Linked DNA regions of Rattus norvegicus: region 1 is linked to region 2. Evidence: chromatin contacts called from public Hi-C data. All regions are on one chromosome and are shown on one strand. Each heading gives the region's core, a stretch centred on a gene start, on an enhancer-like site or on the middle of the called end of the contact. The rest is flanking DNA. Distances are from core to core; before and after follow the strand shown.

Region 1 (3,062 bases), core at 94-2,593, 130 kb after region 2:
TATAAAAGGGTTATTTCAACATCCGTTTGCACAGTGACCTTATACACTATGAGGTTTTTTTTTTTTAATTAATAAACCACGTGAGCGCTAGAGGATTATGCATGTTCTAATAGGTTTCCTTTAAACCGAAGTTCTAGAAATCATACCCTCAGATGCACATAGAGAAGGCAGGAATGATCTTCTGTTAAGAGTAATGCACTTCTCCACAGGAACTGTAGCAGTGGCTATGGTGGTTTATATATGCTTGGCCCAAGAAGTGGCCTATTAAGGGGTGGCCTTGTTGGAGTAGGTATGTCGCTGTGGGGATGGGCTTATAAATACCCCCAACCTAGTTACCTGGAAGAGAGTCTTCCACTAGCAGCCTTCAGGTGAAGGTGTAGAACTCTCAACTCTGCCTGTACCATGCCTGCCTAGATGCTGCTATACTCCCATCTTGATGATAATGGACTGAACCTCTGAACCTGTAAGCCAGCCCAATTAAATGTTGTCCTTTATAAAAGACTTTTGCCTTGGACATGGTGTCTATTCACAGCAATAAAACCCTAACTAAGACAGAAGTTGGTACAACAGCAGTCTATTTAAATAGAAGTGGTATGTAAGTGACCGGGCCCAAGCAGGTCCTGAAGGCATAAGCAAGTTACGTGAAGAAATTGTTCAAATGCCTATGGTCTCTATTCCTGCTACAATGCCATCTGCTGCGAAGTATGCACCTATAGCCTCATGGGGTGTTCCCTGTGATCGGCTGACTGAAGAAGAGAAGACTAGGACCTGGTTCACTGATGGCTCTGCATGTTATGTGGGCACCACCCAGAAGTGGACAGCTGAAGCATTACAACCCCTTTCCAGGACAACCCTGGAAAATCTTCACAGTGGGCAGAACTTCAGGCCATACACATGGTGTTACAGTTTGGAAAAAGAAATGGCCAGATGTACAATTGTTCACTGACTCATGGGCTGTAGCCAATGGATTGGCTGGATGGTCAGGGGCTTGGAAAGATCATGATTGGAAAATTGGTAAGATATCTGGGGAAGAAGTATGTGGATAGACCTCTCCAAATGGGCAAAGGATGTGAAGATATTTGTGTGCCATGTCAATGCTCACTGAAAGGTGACTTTAGCTGAGGAGGAGTTAAATAATCAAGTGGATAAGAGGACTCATTCTGTGGAGACAGTCAGCCTCTTTCCCCAACCGTTCCTGTCATTGCTCAATGGGCACATGAACAAAATAGCCATGGTGGCCGAGATGGGGGTTATGCTTGGGCTCAACAACACCAACTTCTACTTAGTAAGGCTGACCTGGCTACAGCTGCTGCTGAATGCCAGATCTGCCAAAAGCAAAGATCAATACTGAGCCACAGATATTGCACCACTGCTGGAGATGACCAGCTAGCAACCTGGTGGCAGGTTAATTACATTGGACCACTTCCTCTATGGAAAGGACGTTTTATTCTTTCTTACTGGAGTAGATATTTATTCTGGTTATGGATTTGCTTTTCCTGAATGTAATGATTCTGCCAAAACCACCATCCATGGACTTACAGAATGCCTTATTCATAATCATGGTATTCCACACAGTATTGCTTCTGACCAAGGAACTCATTTCACAACCAGAAGTGTGACAGTGGGCCCACAATCATGGAATCCACTGGTCTTACCATGTTCCCCACCCTCCTGAAGCAGATGGTCTGATAGAAAGATGAAATGGCCTTTTGAAGACTCAGTTATAGTGCCAATTGGGTGGCAGTGGCATGGAGATCTGGGCAGAGTTCTTCAGAAGGTAGTATATGGTTTGAATATATGGTACAGTTTCTTCCAGGATCAACAGGTCCAGGAATCAAGGGGTGGAAAAGGGGATAAATAGTTCCACTCACTATCACTCCTAGTAACCCTCTAGGAAAATTTTTGCTTCCTGTTCCCACAACCCTAGGTTCTGCTGGCCTAGAAGGTTTGGTTCCAGAAGGGGGAGTGCTCCTACCAGGAGTCACAACAAACATTCCATTGAACTGGAAGTTCAGACTTCCCCCTGGCCATTTTGGGCTTTTAATGCCCTTAAACCAGGCTAAGAAAGTAATAGCAGTATCAGGAGAAGTGATAGATCCAGATTACCATGGGGAAATTGTACTGCCTCTCCACAATGGAGGTAAGAAGGATTATGTCTGGAGTGCAGGAGATCCCTTAGGGTATTTCTTAGTGCTACCATATCCTATGATTAAAGTCAATGGAAAACTACAACAGCCTAATCCAAGTATTATGACAAAGGACACAGACCCATAAGGAATGAAAATATGGGTCACTCCTACAGGAAAAGAGCCAAGGCCTGCTGAGGGGCTTGCAGAGGGTGGAGGAAATACAGAATGGGTAGTAGAGGAAGGTAGGTATAATATCACTTAAGGCTACATGACCAGTTGCAGAAACGAGGATTATAAAGAAGTATGAATGCTTCTGTTTTACTTTAAGAACATATTTGTATATCTATTTGTGTTTTCTTCCATTTTCTTTAACATCAATTGATATTTAAGGTGAGATACTAAAAGAATGTTCCCAGGGGACACTGCCCCATTGTAAATTTTCAAATGCAAGATATAAAGAACAAAAATAAATCAGCCAACAATAGTTTTTTCTATATATACACACTGTTTGAGGGGAAGCAGTAGTGGCTTTCTGGCAATTTCACTATGACTTTTTTGATTGTAAATAGAACAAATTGGAAACAAAGTTTTCAATTTTACCTAAGTTTCTTTTTAAAAAGTAATTATCAGGTCTCAAACCTTATGTCAATTACTTAAGATCAATTTTTGACTTTTTTGTTGTTTTGGGAAAATTAGTTTGTAGCTCATTTAAATTTTTGCCAATTTACTTCCTTCTAAGATCTTCCATACCTTCTGAACATATCTACATTAGATGTATAATAAAAACAGCCAATATTAAACTATCCATGCTATGGAAAAGGCAGCAAGAACTTTTAGTAACTGTTTACTAGCACTCTGGTCATGAAGAAGTTTGAATTTTCCTTAAACCCTAACTACCTCATTAAAAATGTTTTTTAGGTTTATTTATTCTCT
Region 2 (3,161 bases), core at 411-2,910:
GAAGTGGGCAGTGGCTGTATTAGAACACACGTAGGGTGTCTGTTCCATGTGGAGTCCCTGGCAGGGCCTGGCTATTTCCCCGGCACAAGAGCTATTTTCAGCCCTCAGAAGCAGGAAATAAGTCATAGTCAGAGCAGGCCGGCAGGCCCGGCACCCCAGGTGCAATGGATGTGCCTTGACGGAAGGGCAGCCACCATCCAGAAGACAGGAAGGAGGCCCTCTCCCCAGCAAAACAGGAGGCCCGCAGGCCCCAGAGGTGACACTGGCTCTAACATCTGCCCACACCTGGGGCCCATGGGGAGGACAAGGGTGATTGCCAGCCTCTTCCTCCAACCCAATTCACTGTGTCCGGAATTGCTGCAGGCTGGGTTTACTGCAGCATGCGTTGCTGGCCCTGCGTTAGAGACCTAAGAGGAGACTTGTCCCTGCGACGCGACATGGACAAACAGCTGCATCCTCCAAGCAGCTGCATCCTCTGAGCGGTCGCATCCTCCAGGCCCCAGGGGCCACTGCAAGGTGTGGGGCCAGGCAAGGGCTGTTTTTGCTTCAGCTCTCATCTACCATCTGGAAACAGCCAGTCAAATGCTCCCCTGCCAAGCCTCAGTTTCTCCCTTCCCTCTCAAGCCTTAGCTGCCTTGTCTGTGACCAAGTCCAGAGAGCTGTAGCTGCAAAGCCCCTTCCTCCCCACCCCTGCTCTCCACACATAGTGGCCTTTGGAGGTCAAGACCACCTTGTCTTCCTGTACGAGCCTGGGACACCCAGGGTAGATCTTGCTGGGTGTAAAGGGAGTTGCTAACGGCCCGCAGCCCAGATGGTGGGCAGTGTGCGTCAGCTGTGGCAGCCTAAGAATGACAGAATGACTTTCACTTCCCCACTGTGTCCATGTCACCCACCCCTACTCCTGTAGTCTCAGTTCCCCCTGGCTGTGAGCTGTCACCCTTTTCCCAAAGAAGCTGTGGTCTCAGGACTTGAGCTGGACAGCGTGTGGCTTCAGCAGTGCCCAAGAGGCCTAGTCCCCAAAGAGGGGCATTGTAGACATGGAGTCCTAAACAGTCAGGCAGCCTGGCCAGTGCCCACCAACACGGAACTAGGATGTGACCTCTCGATAGGGAGTTTGGAAGTTACGTTTTCTTCAAATAATACGCATTGTCTGTGTTAAAAAATATATAAACCAGCAGGGTTGGAAGATGGTTCGGACAATAAAAAGGTGCTTGTCGCCAAACCTGGTAACCTGAGTTTGATCCCTAGGACCCATATGATGGAAGGAGAGACCCAACTCCCGTAACTAGTCCTCTGAACTTCCTGTGTGCACTGTGGCAAGCATGCGCACCCCAAAGACCCGGGAGCTCTCCTGGCCCCCTCTGCATGCTGGACTTTCCAGCGATCCATCTTTAGGCATGGTGCTGGATCTGGTCTCACACCGAGGACAGAGTTAGGAGTCAGTTAGCCAGGCCAAGGGCAAGGTAGTGCGGAGTTTTTGGACAGTGGGAAGATGCCGCCATCTGCACCTGTAAACTGTTGGGCAGTTTGGGAGGGCTTCCTGGGAGAGGCGGCCATCTCAAAGCATAGGAGCTCCTTCAGGGATGAGTTCAGGGGAGGGAGAACAGCACAAGTCCCCTCTCTCCCTCAGCCCCACACGGCCTGGACCTCCCTCCTGCCTTGTCTGTCCTAACCTCCTCCTCCGCAGGCCGGAAGGAAGCTGAGGTGGGAATCTAGCCCCACAGTTCCCAAATGAGGAGAAACTGCTTGCAAGGAAAAAAATAACATTAATCCCATTGTCTCCGCTCCCAGATCCTGCTTGAAAAACAAAAACAAACTCAGGCTGCAGCTGGGAAGGGTTTTCTCTGGCAAAGCCGTAGGCTTGCCTAGGAGGGGGCCCTGTGACCACGCCAGTTTGCCCTGGGTGATGCGGGTGGGCACCAAGTGTTGCCCCTAGATCCTGGCCAGTCCGTACCCCCATTCCAGACTTGCCAGCTAGGCTGGCTGACTACACCCACGGGCTCTAGAAGCAGGGTCACCCTGTCTAGCCACAGGGCTCACTAGGGGCTGGCACTCCTGTCTTCTAGCCCTTCTTCCTTATTTCCCATCGAGAGACATGTGCAGATCACCTACCTCACCTATTCCTAGTGGAAGACAGAGGAGACCAGAAGGTGCCACAGTGACAGGGACAGGACAGGAGGCACGGCCCAAGGGACAGGACATTGGACGCCTCCCCACCCCCCCCACATATACCTCAAGTGGCCTCCAGTTCTTTTTTTTTTTTTTTTTTTTTTTCGGAGCTGGGGACCGAACCCAGGGCCTTGCGCTTGCTAGGCAAGTGCTCTACCACTGAGCTAAATCCCCAACCCCGGCCTCCAGTTCTTATTTGGGCTTGGCACCATGTTGCATGGCACTACTACACACACACACACACACACACACACTGTGAGCCTCTCTATTCAATCCTCAGCTGGTGCTGTTTTACCTGGACTAGTTCTGCACCTGCCTAGCCATCTGAGGTCACCCCAGGGAGACAGGGGTCTGCCACTATCCCACAGGCATGAGGGACTGCACTAGGAGAACCAAAACAAATGTGCGGGTGGGAAGGTAGTGCACTGGCCACAAACAGTCCTAAGGTGCTGTGAGCCTTTTTCCAGCCACCCCCAGCACCCCTGCTTCATGGCAGAATCAGGTGGAGGCTCTGTGTACAGCGACCTGTGCTCAGAGAAGACCCAGAAGCCCAGGGTTCTGTGCTGGCAGCTCTGGAAGTTGCCCCCTCCTTCCCTTTTCCTCCAAGGCTGACCTCAGCAGCCCCAGCTGGGCTTTTCCCAGAGCCGAGGCAGGAAACACAGGCCCTGAGTGTTTGTTCAGGCCGGGCAGGGCTCCGGGCAGGCGAGGCGGAAATGGCCACAAGATGTTTGTCCAAGTGGGAGTCAGGTTCCCCACAAGGGAAGGAGGAGGAGGTCCGGAGGAACGGGCCGAGTCAGCACACTAGACCTATCCTTGCCTCCCTGACCCGCAGAGGCAGACTGCACACAGTAGGTGCTTGCTGTATGCAGAATGCCAGTCAGGAAGTTGGCATCTCCCTCAGACAGAGCTTGGAGCTGAGCCTAAGACCCACAGCACCACCTCTTCCATGCCCAGCTGAGCACGCACCCCATCAGCAGCCATGTGTGGCCCCA

The links. A called contact is a pair of places that touch in the nucleus more often than the background predicts.
Region 1: a Hi-C map of liver shows a contact between it and region 2, with 4 times the contacts expected there. The contact joins two enhancer-like sites. A contact is called at or near these places in 12 of 12 Hi-C or Micro-C datasets (the A7r5 cell line, the Rat2 cell line, Schwann cells and 7 more) and 1 of 1 datasets of contacts at active chromatin or transcription factors (oligodendrocytes).

What each region holds. Positions count from the first base shown.
Region 1 is chr4:150,858,033-150,861,094 of GRCr8, forward strand. All of the region lies in intron 3 of Tmcc1 (transmembrane and coiled-coil domain family 1), which reads right to left. Among named protein-coding and RNA genes, the nearest start is that of Tmcc1, 53 kb to the right of the region's middle. Within about 2 kb of position 1,344, at least 2 of the 93 cell types and tissues checked have an H3K27ac peak or open chromatin away from gene starts, as enhancers often do. A contact at or near this core is called in liver, where this site is marked.
Region 2 is chr4:150,724,346-150,727,506 of GRCr8, forward strand. No RefSeq gene overlaps it. Among named protein-coding and RNA genes, the nearest start is that of Plxnd1, 11 kb to the left of the region's middle. Within about 2 kb of position 1,661, at least 29 of the 93 cell types and tissues checked have an H3K27ac peak or open chromatin away from gene starts, as enhancers often do. A contact at or near this core is called in liver, where this site is marked.